Linked DNA regions of Mus musculus: region 2 is linked to region 1. The links are chromatin contacts, called in public promoter capture Hi-C maps. All regions are on one chromosome and are shown on one strand. Each heading gives the region's core, a stretch centred on a gene start, on an enhancer-like site or on the middle of the called end of the contact. The rest is flanking DNA. Distances are from core to core; before and after follow the strand shown.

Evidence for each region. Capture Hi-C pulls out chosen DNA fragments and counts their contacts.
Region 2: a promoter capture Hi-C map of pancreatic islet shows a contact between it and region 1. The contact joins the promoter of Plec here to the promoter of Ccdc166 in region 1. A contact is called at or near these places in 2 of 39 promoter capture datasets (cranial neural crest and hippocampal neurons), 3 of 484 Hi-C or Micro-C datasets (CD4 T cells, embryonic stem cells and regulatory T cells), 9 of 115 datasets of contacts at active chromatin or transcription factors (astrocytes, bone marrow-derived macrophages, embryonic stem cells and 4 more) and 3 of 9 other capture datasets (adipose tissue, liver and pancreatic islet).

The regions. Positions count from the first base shown.
Region 1 is chr15:75,979,426-75,986,664 of GRCm38.p6, reverse strand. It overlaps Ccdc166 (coiled-coil domain containing 166), which reads left to right and starts at 4,380. Exons shown (of 2, transcript NM_146059.2): 1 at 4,380-4,864; 2 at 4,978-6,793. The coding sequence starts at 4,436. The coding sequence ends at 5,898.
Region 2 is chr15:76,201,898-76,209,136 of GRCm38.p6, reverse strand. It overlaps Plec (plectin), which reads left to right and starts at 2,816. Exons shown (of 33, transcript NM_001163540.1): 1 at 2,816-3,539. The coding sequence starts at 2,999.

The DNA.
Region 1 (7,239 bases), core at 3,131-5,630:
TGAGTCACCATGTGGTTGCTGGGAATTGAACTCCAGACCTCTGGAAGGGCAGCCAGTGCTCTTAACTGCTGAGCCATCTCTCCACCCCCAATATTTAAAAAAAAAAAAAAATCAATTCATGCCTGGTAAATCTTTGACTCTTACACTTTTGACTTGTCTCCATCATTTATGGAATTGCAGCCACCTTAATCAGGTGATGTCAAAAGTTCAGAAAAGTTGCTTAGTGCGTGTATCAGTTGCCCTGGTCTGCAAAAGAACAGGTCATGAGGAGAAGAAAAAATGTAAGAGCCCCTGTTGCTAAAATTCTGTTCTGGAGGCAACTTCAGTAACGTCTCTCTCTTTTCTTTCTCCTCCTGAGATCTAAAGATAAACCAAAGCACAGTTCTACCGACGTTTACTCTGGGGAGAGTGCTGGGTTTTATTGGGCTTCCTGACAAGTGCGTGGATGAGGAGTTGTTCTGTGAAGCGAGGGTGGTCCCTCCACCAAAAGGCTGCATTGGAAAGTCCTCCTCAACTGGGTTGGTGGCTTTTCCATACCTCCTTAGACAGAGGCCTCTGCCCTAGTCCTTTCTCTCCCACTAGCCTCTAGCTCCCCACTTAGGCCAGGTGCAATTAAAGCAGAGTTGCAGACCACAGGTTGCTGTAGACTCAGGTGAGGGTCCCATGACTGTCCTTGTCCCTCTAGGAGGGGATGTACACAGTCAAGAAGCCAAGCTAGACTGCTCTTTTGCAAGTGGGCATGGCTGAACTCCTGAAGATGGCAGGTGTTTGACTCAGAGGACTGTCATATATAGCAGCCTGATCATAGATGGGCCATAGACTGATCCCTTCTACAATGGATTTGGTCTTTTCCCAGTTTTCTGTAACAGATTAGGTAGACTTTCATAGTAAAAGACAGTATTTTTTTTAAGGATTTATTTAATTTATCTGAGTACACTAAAGTTGTCTTCAGACACAACAGAACAGGGTATCGGATCCTGTTACAGATGGTTGTGAACCACCATGTGGTTGCTGGGAATTGAACTCAGGACCTCTGGAAGAGCAGTCAGTTCTCTTAACCCCTGAGCCATCTCTCCAGCCCAAAAGACAGTATTTTAAGACCAACACCTAGTTGCCTTACAAGACTCTCATAGTCAAGTTACTTTAAATATTAATACTAAAACAGATTCTTCCTTGTCTTTAAATTTGATTTTTATGTATGTGTATCAAGTGTGGGCACGTTACAGGACAACTTACAGTATGTAGATTTCAATTACTAAAGTCTGGCCATGAGACTAGGTGGCAAGTGCCGTAACCTTTTGAGCCATCTCACCAGAACCTAAACTTAGTGTCTTAGTTAGGGTTTTACTGCTGTGAATAGACACCATGACCAAAGCAAGTCTTATAAAGGACAACATTTCATTGGGGCTGGCTTACAGGTCCAGAAGTTCAGTCCATTACCATCAAGGGAGTGTGTAGACAGACATGGTGCTGGAGATGGAGGTGAGAGTTCTAGATCTTGATCCACAGGCAGCAGAAAGATACAGATGGTTGTGCCACACTGGGCAGAGCTTCAGCATAGACCTCAGAGCCAGCCTCAGCATTGACATACTTTCTCCAACAAAACCACATCTTCTAACTAAACACAGGGGTCTATGGGAGCCATACCTATATCATGCTTAGTATCATTTTATTTTTACTTATGCTTTATTATTATCACTATTATTATTATTTTGAGACAGGGTTTCTCTGTTCAAATCTGGATGTCCTAGAACTTGCTCTGGAGACCAGGCTGGCTTCAAACTCAGAGATCTACTTGCCTCTGTCTCTCCAGTACTGGGATTAAAGGCTTGTGCCACTACCACCGAGTTACTTACACATTTTTTTTAAAGACAGGGTCTTATGTAGCCCAGGCTAGCTTTTAGCTCCTTGATCACCCTGCCACCACCTTTCAAGTGCTAAGATTACAGGATCAAACCTTCACATGTGTCCCCAAACAGTTAAGAATACAAAACGAGGAAGGCAAAAAACAGTTATAATGGTAAGGACAAAACTTTCAGAAACACCCCAGGGGGCAGCAGGAATGTTTGTCTGTCTGCCGATCTGGAAGCCAGTCATCTTTGTCTTTTGCTCCCTCTTGAAAGCTGTGTGTAAACTCCATGTAGCTGAAATCTACTTTTGTGAACAAGGGCCTCTCTGTATAGCTCACTCACTTCCTCCTCTGTATACAGTCACATGGGGGATATCAGCAGCTCTCTATGGTAGTCTTTCTGGCCCTGCTGCTTCTTCATCTAAGCTACCAAAAGCATTCCTAGTGACATCCTCAGGATCTGCTGCCGGGTGACATCTCCCCAAATATACTGAGGAACACGGTGACACTGATGGAGCCTGGCATTGCATGGCACCCAGGTTTCCTCCAACTGGGTTTTTCCCCAGTGAGGCAAATAGACAGTGCAATTCTCAATTCTTCCTTGTTTAGGAAGCCAATTTGGTTCTAGTTGATTGTGTCTTTTTTTTTTTTTCTCTCCTCCTCTCTGAGGTAGGGATCTCTGCACATAGCCTTAGGTGTCCTGGAACTCAACTCTGTAGACCAGGCAGGCCTCAAACTCAAACATCCTCCTGCCTCTGCCTCCTGAGTGCCAGGATTAAAAGCATGTACCACCACTGCCCAGCCTCGCTGATCATGTCAAAGGTCTCTTTTGCCTCCTAGATCTGTGATTGGTCAAACACTACAAACACTTTGGGCGTTGTGTTCGAGAGTACTTCTAGGTGATCTTGGCTGCTGCCCTTTTGCTTGGCAGGGTGATGGTGACGTCCCTGTACAGAGTCAACACAAGCCCGTGGTTTATTTGCTGCCACTCTGCTGAGCCCGCACCCCCCACTGAATGGTTGTCACCTCCGGTATCCACTAGCAAACCGGCACACTGCTGATGTTTTCTGATCAAGATTGAATCCTGTAAAGACACTGTCCGTATAGAGCTCATAGCAAAAAGGGAGACATTAAATCCCCGATGGACCCCTTGTATCCTCTAGATGTCTGGCTTACGGGCAAAGAAAGCTAAGAAGGTAGAATGGATGGGCCTCGTGGAAAAGTGCACTGGCCAAAAAATAAAAATAAAAAGTGGGCAAAAGAGTCCATTTTTAACCTGAGGGGCACTTAGCACTCATTAATGGCCCACAGACAAGCAGGAAGCACTAGGTCCCTGGCTTCTCTAGCTTGCATCTGGCACCTTCCTACGTGGGCCCTTTTAAATTTATCACAGATCTACTAAGGGACTGAGCCCATGTAAATGGAAAGGGGGGGAGATTTTGAACCCCAGAAGGATGGGAAAGTTTCTATGCCAATCAGAGAAGTAGGGAAAATTTTACCTCCCTGAAGAACCTAGCCAATGAGGAATTCGGAGGGGGGGGGGGATATATAGGTGTGTGTGTGTGTATATATATATATATATATCACTGTTTTGAGCCAAACTTGCAGACTAGCTACTTTTGCCCTTTCAATAGGTTGCGCAGACTTAGCAAGGCTGTAAAATAAAGTTTCCCTTTGGTTTGGCTACCGAGTCTCCAGCGCTTGGATTATGAAATGAAGACCGTTGTTCATCGTGCATTTTATCTGAAAGGTAGTAGCATTCCATCAAGGCTTTAGATGCCAAGCGTCCCCTTAGAAATGCTGTGTGGAGCTGAGCGTGGTGGTGAATGCCTTTAATCCCAGCACTCCGGAGGCAAAGGCAGGCTGATGTCTGCGAGTTTGAAGCCAGTCTGGTCTACAAAGCGAGTCCAGGACAACCTGAGCTTTGTTACACAGGGAAACTCTGTCTCCACAAATAAACAAATGTTGTGGGGAGGCTTCATCCTGAGAGCATGAAGACTTCACAAGGAAAGGGGGAGAGCTCGCTCAAAGCTGGATAGAGGAGGGAGCGTCGGTGAGAGTCCCCTTATGCTGTGGGGCCTGAAGCGCAGCTAGTGGAGTGAAAGCAAGAGCACTAAGACCCGGGTGAGTGGAGGCTGGGCACTTGGAAGTTAGTTCAGTGTCTTGAAGCTGAAGTTCTGCCTGACCTGCGACACTGTAACTGAAGAATCATGCAAGGATATAAGAAACCTTAGGGAATGAATGATTGAGTCAAGCCGTTGCCAGAGCAACAGAATGGGATGAGGTCGAGGCACTGCAACCAAGTTCTGTCTCCATAGAGGTTGTTCAAGCTGGACATCAACATTCCTAGAGCTACGCACCAGGATGCGAAAGCTGTGGTCTGGAGGGAACGCTTATATACAGATTGGCCACGGTGCTCTCTGATCCTTAATCCTGCCTGCTCTGAACCTCATAATCAGAAGACACACCCTTGAACCTAGGGTGCAGTTCTCCAGAATTTTCGGGTTAAGAAGGGAGAGTAACTGAGCTGGGGGAGCGGGTGGAGCACAGCGCTCTCATGAGTCCAGTTGGCTTGGGCCTCAAGCCATGGCGCCCAAGAAGAAGCGCGGACAAAACGCGGGGCGCAAGCAGGAAACTACAGAGCAACCGCTCTCGGAGCGCGCGCAGTACCTACAGCGCGAGTACGCGTTGCTCTCAGAAAGCCTGGTGGCCTGTGAGCAGCGGATCGACGAGGTGCTGCAGGACAACGAGTTCCTGAACAGAGAGGCGCAGCGCCTGCGCGAAGAGAACCGGCTTTATGTCGGTTACGTGAGCGCGCACGCTCTGCGCTGCGCCAACGCCGTCGTGCGCGTCGAAGACCAGAACCGCATGGATCTGGCGCAGATCCGGTGGCAGCGAGCGGAGCTAGCGTCCTTCTACCACGGCCGTGAGGACGGGGTGCGCGCTCAGCTGCAGGAAATGAAGAAGCGCGCGGAAAACATGACGCAGCGGGTGCAGGAGCTCCAGCCCTACAAGGCCAGTGCGCGCGCCCCCCGAGGACCGGGCGGGCTCCAGAGGGATGGGCGCGCTCCCTACCGGTGCGCTGATCGGCGCCCCCTGCTCCCCAACCCTCACCCCACCCCATGTAGGAGCTGCAGCTGGAGCAGCTGGCGCGAATCCGGACCCTGGAGCGCGAGCTGCTGCACATGCGCGTGGAGCACACGCAGCTCCTCCACGGGGTGAAGCGACGCTTCCTAGATGAGAAGACGGCTTTCGAGCGGGAGGCGCGGCTGCAAGTGCAGTCCCTGACGCGCCGCTCCGAGCGGGAGGCCGCACGTTCCCTCATTTCCCACGCACAGGCCCTCAAGGCGGACAACGGGTATCTCCGACAAGAACTCATGAGACTTCTCCAGAGGACCCAGTTACTGCAGGACATGCGACAGCAGCTGCTAGAGCAGCGGGAGCAGCTGCGCCGGGAGCATGTGGACTTGAAGAACCTGGAGCAAATGCACGGCTGGTTGCAAAGGGGCCCCGGGGGGCCACCGCTCTGGCAGCCACCCCAAAGCCTCCAACCCAGCTTGCGCATCGGGTCAACCAGTCACGTTTTAAAAGCCCAGGCTACGCCCCAGTCAGTTCCAACCTCCCGGGGCCAATCCATGGATCTGTCACACCGACCCTCCAAGACTCCATCTATATTGTCCAGTGAGTCTCTTCCGGGCCTATCTCAGAAGGCTGGGTCAGTGATTGCTCTCCGGAGTCCATCACATCCAGGATCTCGAGTCTCATCTCTGACTCCATCACGCAAGGACTCGCGTGTCTCATCCGCGACCCCGTCACGCAAGGGCTCCAGGGTTCCATCCATGACCTCTGGTACCTTGCGGTCGCGCGAGGGCTCTCGGATCTCTCCACAGCCCTCCTTGCGTGAGGTCTCTCCAGAAATTGACACACCTGCAAAGTCCAGTTCCAAGCTTCCCACAGCCCTGTTGGAAGATCAGGCCCCTCTCAGCCCACAGTTGGAGGAGGCAGAAAACGCTGAAGACGACACAGAAACTGTCTTGGAGCAAGCCTGAACCCACACGAGGAGGCAGGCCAGTAGGGCATAGGGTGGAGGACAAACCTTGGAAGATTTCTTGGTGCATAGATATGTTAATAAAAGTGTTAAATAAGCTCTGTGACGCTCTGACACTTGCCTGGGTCGATGCCCTTGTATTTCAAGTGAGCAGAGGCCTGCTATTCGAGCTACAGCAGAGCTGGTTGTATCCTTGGCTGCTGGAATTCGATGTTCTTCCACCAACAGCCAGCAAGGCAGGCAGGCTTAGGGAAAGTTGGGTAGTGTAATTTCAGCAGCAGAGGGCAGATTCTGTTCTCAGCACAGGGAGAAGTTACTGGGCTTTTCCAATGCTTTATATAATACGCACACACACATATGTATGTAGGTATGTATATGTATATATGTATATACATTCCAATTTAGGGAACACTGCAAGAATTATTAGGAATTCCCATTGCCACCCATCTAGATGAACAGGGATGCATGTTATATATTTGGTACTTTCAGCCATCCGGGATTCTGTTGGAGACAGTTATGCCCCTTAATTTTAAATATATCCCTGTGTTTACTGAATAGGACTTTGACCTGTTTTCTTCCGGTGCTGGGTGTTGAACCCAGGGCTACCTCCTGAGCTACAGCCCAAGCCCTGTCCCAACTTTCTTCAAGACATGATTAAAATTAGGAAATGCACCTTGGAGAAAATACTGTAAACTAAATCATACTGGCCAAATTGTCCCTGTGGTGTCTGTAGCTAGCTATGGATCTTACCTGGGTCACATCTTACATTCCATTGTGCTGGTCTGTCCTTTCCTTTATAGAAAGGGTCTGTATAGGTCAGGCTGGCCTTGAATCCAAGAGATCCTCCTGCCTCTGTCTCTTCAGTGCTGAGATTAAAGGCATCCACCACCACCTCAGCCCCGTTGTCTTGTCTTTTTTTTTTTAAACTTCTTTTTAAAGATTTATGTATATGAGTGCACTGTAACTGTCTTCAGACACACCAGAAGAGGGTGTTGGGTCCCATTACAGATGGTTGCGAGCCACCACGTGGTCACCAGGGATTGAACTCAGGACCACTGGAAGAGCAGTCAGTGCTCTTAACCGCTGATCCATCTCTCCAGCCCTCTTTGTCTTAATGTACAAGACCAGTCGTTAGAGCACTCCTTAACTGAGTTTTGGAGTCTGTTGGCTTTGAGCACCTTTCCTGTCCAGGAAGTCCAGGGCAGTTGACACCTCCTGACCCAGGGTGCAAGATGAGGGAGCCCACAGCCTTGGTACTTCTGTCATTGCCTTGGGGATCTTGTGTTCAGGGACACAGGCATCAACAGAAATCCCATGGACGTTCTACCTGTTTGGACCAGGG
Region 2 (7,239 bases), core at 1,567-4,066, 220 kb before region 1:
AGCAAGCCCTGCCCCACACCTCCCAGCTCCTCCCTCAGGCTGCAGTGCTGGCCTTGGGCAGTGCGGTGCTGTGCAGTCCTGGACACAGTGGCTGCAGCACACCGTCCTCAGCCCCCAAGTGAAGACATGGACCCCTCAAGAGCCATCCAGCACGAGATCAGCTCCCTCAAAGGTACAGTCTGGAGGAGCCTGGCTCTCGGACGCTCAGTGACCTCTGGCTGAGTGCAACAACTCACCGGTGACTGTCAGGGTCAGCTGTCTTCCTGGTAACATTGAGGTGTGCCGAGCTGGAGATGGAGGACCCCAGGCTCACGCCCTTCCAAGTTTCCTCCACGGGCTGAGTGAGGGAGCTCCAGTAGCTGCCCTGCAGCCCTGCAGCAAGTACTGCAGCAGCCGCATCAGTAGGACCGTGGGGGGCGGGGTGGTGGTGGTGGCCCTGGAGCAGTCGGCACTCCTCCGCCTGGGCCAGATGCCTCAGAGATTGGTGTATGAGGGGGTAGTGAAGGCCTGTAGGGACCTTCATGCCCAAGGCACTAGGCGCCAGACGGGCTGGCCCTGGGAAAGGCCACACTGTGGCTCTTTGTCCAGGGTTAGGGGGCTAGGGACTGCCCAAGGGCGCTGTCTGGTTGCTCTGGAAACCTGATGGGGCCGCCCAGGGAGTGCTGCTGGGCTCTCTCAGTGCTGAATCAGCAACTTCTCAGTGTTTCTGCAAGGTAGGACAGGGCACAGAGAGTTCTCCTAAGCCCAGGGACCCTGAAGACAAGCAGACCCAGATCAGGGTTGTGTGTGTGTCTGAGCACGTGGGGCAGATGTGGGAGGACATGTTGTTCTAGGCTCCTCCTCCCTGCGGTCTCACGCTCGCAGGTGCTCTGGCTGGTAGGAGGGAGGAGAGATTCCTACCCGTTGCTTCTGGTGCTGGGAGCTACTGCCCTCTCCTGCCTAAAGGTGGGATAGGGACTATGACTTGGTCAACTTAGTTACTGTAAGGGCACCCTCGTGGGACTGGGCAGAAGAGACTTCAGGTCCAAGGGCTCAGGGGACTTTGGATGTGGCTGGAGATCATTAGGGGATGGTGGTGAGTTATGTATTGGCTTCGTGGGTGGGGGATTAGAGATTTGATGGGATTAGGTTAGGAAATCATGTCAGGAAGATAGGAACTCTGGGTGGGGGTGGGGTGAGTACAGGTTACTGTGGAGAAGTGTCTGAGGGACAGGCCAAGCAAGTCGGAATTTGTTTGCTCTTAGAACTGGGTTGGTACTGGTCCTGTAACTAAAGCACTGGTGCCTTAGGTACCACAGGGAAGGGGGTGTGGTGGCTGTACACTCTCGGCCCTACAGACCCAATTTAGTGCTGCTCTGCACTTCCAGGGTTGGGCTCCGAGGGCCTGCCCCCCTTCCTGCCTAAGTCTGGCTAGGGGCGTGGTACAGGGAGAGCCCTGCCGCAGTGAGCTGGCTGAGCTGGCCTCAGGGAAGGCTTTGGGGACTGTTGGCTGAGCCTTCAGAGTTTCCACCCGCCACCGGTCTGTGTCTGTATGTTTGGAGTCTGCTGGGGCACCATGGCGACAGCCCATAAACCCGCCCCACGCACTGCTTTGTTGGCTGCCCGCCTGCCTCTGGCCAGCGCCTCCCACCGCAGGATCCCCCGCCTCCGCCCTATTTATAATCAGTTCCTGGGGTTGCAGTGCTTGGTGGGAATGGGTGTGTCCATTCAGGGAGAGCCTTAATGGCATGGGGGGTTTGGTGCGGCACCACAGGGAGAGTTGGAGTATTGGGTGGTGGCACCCAGCACAGGCTACATGCGTGTGGGACCCTCGGTTGTGAGGGCCCAGCAGAGGTGACAGCTGTGCTAGGCAGCCCTTAGGGCATGAGCTCAGTCCTCTTCCTTTCACTTCAGTTCCTGCTGGTGTCCTCGTGTCCTCTCCACAGCACCTGCCCCTCCGGCCACAAGTGGACACTCAGGCTGCCTGGGGGTAGGGAATTTTTGGATGTCAGGGCCACCAAGCCTGGGGTGTTAGGGACTTGGTGACTTTGATTCCCTATGGCAGCTGGGAGTCCCTGGCGTCCAACAGCTGCACTGAAGGTGTGGGAGGAAAGAGGCCTCACCCAGAGCTCTCTTCAGAGGTCTTGGACTGGAAAGTGGCTTTGTTTCTGGACCCACCCTAATCTAGCCTGTCGTGGAAGTGTTACGTTCCATGGTCATCTGGTGAGAGGGGCACAGTACTGTCCCTTTCCTTTTCTGATGGACAGCGGCAGTGGTGCCTGCCGCCAACTGTCTGTGCGTCCTGGCAGCTCCTCCCACTCTTCTCCTTCAGGTCTCTGGCCACCACCACACCCCAGATTCTTCTCCATACCCTAATCTTCCTCCCTTGGATTCTTTTAGTTTTCTACTTTGCGCAACCCCTCCTTTAGATAGCTATGGACAGATGATACCTCACCTCACCCTGAGATCACAGTGAGGGGGTGCTGTCCTTATGAGGACCCTCCTGCTCTCTCTGCTCCCTGTTTTCTGCCCATCTGTTCTCTTCTGAGGGGGGCGGGGTTGATTCTTGATCCATATTACACTCCGTCCTGCCTTCACACAGTCTTGAGAACCTTGAACAAGTGTTTTAGAAACACATGTAATTTCTGACATTGGAGCTATGTGGCCCGGGTGGGGAGGGGCAGTTTATTGGTGCCCCCCACTCTTCAAGGGGCCCCCGCCAGTAGTGGGTGGGAGGGACCGGCCCTGCTGCTGAGTCAGAGGGGGCCGGCCCAGGCGTCCTGGAGGGCGGGCAGGCGGGAGGCTCAGACAGGCAGCCTTGCCGGCGCAGGAATTCACAGAGCAAGGCTCTGGAGCCGCACTGCCCCTGAGCCTGCGCCCTTGTGCTTAGAACCGGAGCCTGCCTGCCTGTTTGCCAGTGGCCCCTGCTGCATCTTGTGCCAAAGGAGCTTCATCAGCCTCCTGGCTGTGCCCCACCTGCTGTCCTCACCCTGTGCTGACCGGCAGGCTTCCAGCAGCCATGGTGGCTGGCATGCTCATGCCGCTGGACCGGCTACGGGCCATCTATGAGGTGCTCTTCCGTGAGGGGGTGATGGTTGCCAAGAAGGACCGGCGACCCCGCAGCCTGCATCCCCATGTGCCCGGCGTCACCAATCTACAGGTCATGCGTGCCATGGCTTCACTGAAAGCTCGGGGCCTGGTGCGGGAGACCTTTGCCTGGTGCCACTTCTACTGGTACCTGACCAACGAGGGCATTGACCACCTACGCCAGTACTTACACCTGCCACCGGAGATTGTACCTGCCTCTCTGCAGCGTGTGCGCCGCCCTGTCGCCATGGTGATACCTGCACGTCGTCGCTCCCCCCATGTGCAGACCATGCAAGGTCCCCTAGGCTGCCCACCAAAGAGGGGGCCTCTGCCAGCTGAGGACCCTGCCCGTGAGGAGCGGCAGGTCTATCGCAGGAAGGAGCGTGAGGAGGGGGCACCTGAAACCCCTGTGGTGTCTGCCACCACCGTGGGGACCCTGGCCAGACCAGGTCCGGAGCCTGCCCCAGCCACAGGTCAGCTGAATTTTGGCTCCAGGCCGTGAGGGATGGGAAGTGACTGTAGGTGTTTTTGGTGTTGGGACTTAGGTCTGGTGGGCTCTGGGGGGCAGTACATTGTGTGTATGGTTCTGTTCATATCAGCAGGTGGCGCCCTTTCTGCTGGAGGGTGATGGGTGTTCTAGCCAGTGGACCCACGTGGCTTGTGCTCCTCTGGGTAAATCCTGGTGAGGGCGGGGCCTGAACGCCCCAAGACTGGCAGGACCAGCTGTTGGCATAGTCGTGTTTGTACCCCTCTCAGGCACTGTCCTTGCCCTTGCCCCCACCTCCTTCCCCCACCCTTTAGGGGCCCCTCTTTTCAGAAGTGGGCGTGTAGAGAAGATCTGCTGGCATGAGACTGACTCAGGCAAACCGCTTGTCCACTGAGGCTTGAGTCTGTCTTCCCCTATGGCCAAGTGGCTAAGATTCTGTATTACATGAGCAGTACTGAGGGCCCCCATGACTGGGTGCTTGGCCTGCTGGGAGTTGGCCATGATCTGGAGGTGGAGCGGCTCTAGATGAGATGGGAAGAAGGGCACAGCTCAGGAGCACTGCCTAGGAGGGCAGAGGTCAGGGCATTGGGATGCTGACCCAGCCCATGGTCTGGGTGAGGGTCTGGTTCCCCCCAGCTGGGAACCAGGTCTTAGAGGATGGGACAACAACCCATTGGCCCAGGGGTTTCCAGAAGGTACCCCCTCTGCCCTTAAGCCCTTATACCATCAGGACTCGGATAGGCTTATGTGTTCTCGGTGTGTGTGATGCCTGTGCAGGCTCTCCTGAGGCACATTGTCCTCAATGCCTGCTGAGGGCATCCCAGGACCTCCAGCAGTATCCATGTATTGCAGGCATCAGAACAGCCCGGTATCTGTCTGCCTCCCTCCTTGTGCCTTAGTATGTGGGAGGGACTTATTCTCTGGGAGTGGGGGAGGGAGTCTAGAGTGAGGGTAGACCCTCTGTGGGGCACAGCTGCCTGAGCAGAAGCCTCAGTCGTGGTCTTTCTGGGTTGGACTTGTGTGGCTTGTTGGAGTGGTGAGTGTAGCTGGAAGGGGCAGGGAATTTGAATGGCCGCCGGGCTCTCCCCATGGCCTTAGGCAAGTCAATGGCCTCTCTGGCTTCCCTGTAACCATGGCTGTGGCTCAGTCCTTTTGGGTGTGGTGAGCGAGAGGGGAGCCCTCCCTCTCCTGCTGTTCTTGCTTTGCTTCCTTGTCCGCGTCCGGACTGGGCCAGCCGTTGGCAGCGGGACTAGGAGGGGGTTCTGGGTGTGGTAGTAGTGGGCAGAGGGGGGGCAACCTCCCTCCCCTGTCTCTGATGGAGGTGACTCAGTCTTCCCAGCCACAACCGCTTGCGGCAATTCAGAGTTTCCAACAGGAAATCAGCTCCAGCTTCAGACTGAGTCAGGGCCCCAGGCGGATTCACCCCCCCCCCCCAACACCCTCAGGACTGAGTTTGGGCCTTAGGTGCTGGGTGTGGCCGGTGGCAGGGGCATTTATGGCTGGCTCCGAGTACAGGCTGGGGCAGAGATGGTGCCACCTAAAACCACTGGCTCCTTTGGGTTAATAAAAATGAGTGAGTGAGCTGGGTGGTGGTGACTGCTCACACCTTTAATCTCAGCACTCACGAGGCCGAGGCAGGTGGATCTCGGAGTCTGAGGCCAGTCTGGTCTACGCCAGCAAGATTGTCACTTTTTATAGCTCGGCCCCTCCAGTGGGTTATACATTAAGTCTGTGCTGCAGCAATGTTGGTGACCAGCATGGTCCCAGTTAGATGGGCTTCCTCTGTCCATGGTAACCCTGGCCAGGGAGCCTGACACTTGGGAGAATGAATTGGGAATACCCCTCCCTCCCATCTCCAGTCAGCACACTTATGTAGAGGGTGTCATATATTGCGGTCTCAGATGTGGTGAGGAGAGAGAGTGTGGTAGGAGGTGGCTTTAGGAGCAATCAGAGAGCTCAACCCGACAGTTGAGAAGTTGGTCAGCTAAGACAGCTACCATGAGGAAGGAGGCGCCCAGAGATTTCCTTGTGTTATAAAGTTGCTGGAGCGGTTTGTGTATGTGAAATTCATTTTCACTCCAATAGATAGTATCTTGTCTGGTTCAGAATTCAGAACTGGCCCAGAAGTGTCTGAGCACTCTGAGGCGTGTGCTCTCAGAGGGTCATCATGCAACAGTCCCCACGTGGACATCAGTTCTCCCGTTTTCATGCCAACATGTGGCTAATGTACCCGGGCTGTCCCTCTGGTCGTCCACTGTGTGGCCTGCATAGAGGCTGCAGCGCTGCCCCGCCTTCCTGCGCCCACTGCTCAGGTGGGCTGTGGCTCTCGGCAGGTGCTCATTCGTGCTAGGATGCAGGAAGGAATCTGAAGAACTCTGGAAGGTTTTTACCCAGGTTGTGGACAAATCAGATTTGCCTTTCCCAGGTTATAGACAGCGGGATTGGAGGAAGTGTGGACCGTCAGGACATGTCATGTTTGCTCAGACGAGAGGACTGAGATAGTGGAGAGGGGCTTGGGTAAGGGAGGGGTCAGCTTTGGCGGCTGAGGGAATGTGAATATCGAGGAGGAGTAGACAGGGGCCAGCACAATGGCTCTGCAAATAAAGGTGCTTGCTGCTAAGTCTGAGGAGCTGGATTTGATCCTGGTCCTGCAAGGAGGAAGGAAGGAATTGACTCCCCTGAGTTGTCATCTGGTCTCTCTCTACCTTCATACTGTAGCTCACATGTGTGTGCGCACATGACACCACACCACACCACATAAATAAATAACATAATGTTAACTAAAAAGGAACCCAGTTAAGAGGAGGATCTCAGAGGCAAGGCACGTGGCTCAGTAGTTGTGTGCTGGCCCAGAGTGGTCAGGGTACTGGCTTGATCCCTAGTATTGCCGAAATGGTATGTGTTTGTGTATGTGTGCACAGGAACACATGCACACATGTGGCTACATAGAATGTGCCTCTTAGCATATGGATGCTAGATGTGTGCGTGAGGGGGTGGCAGGGCTCGCTTGGCAGGGAGAGGGTATGGGGGAAGGAGATGCTGTGGGGTGAGTTGGCCTGTGTCTGGCAGAGTCAATTGGGAAGGCCAGTGGCCTGAAACCCCAGAGCTTAGGGACTGATGCAGGCCTTTTCTCTGTACCCTCAGATTGATTTGTCCAGGCTACCCACTGATACCAGTCACCAGGCTTGGGTTCTGTTGGTCTGGCTGACCATGGGGACCCTTTAGTCAGTCATGAGGAGGAGCTACTGCTGGGTGTGGAGGTCAGGGCATGAGCAAGCCCTCCCTTTGCTTCCCACCCCTCCCCTCCTTCCTGCCTTCCCTTCCTCTCTGCTGGTTCTGGGAGCATCATATCCTGGCCAGCAGCTATGGATAGGTACAGCATGGAGGAGCTGATCCAGCTGGGCCAAGGTAGGGCACAGCAGGAGTGGAGGCTTCAGGGAGAAGTTAGAAAGCCAGTCTCCAGCTGACAGACAGGGGACAGGTCCCTGAGAGGGAGGATGGACCACGTGTCACCTACTAGTGGTTCTCATGACCTCGGGCACCCGGACGTAGGGATGGCATGGCCCCTCACAGCTAGCTCAGGGTGTGTGGAATGTGGTGGGGGGCTGCTCAGAGCCAGGGCACTTGGCTCTGGGGGACTCGTCACTGAGGCTGTGGAGACGTGGGCTCTGCTGAGAGAGAGGCTG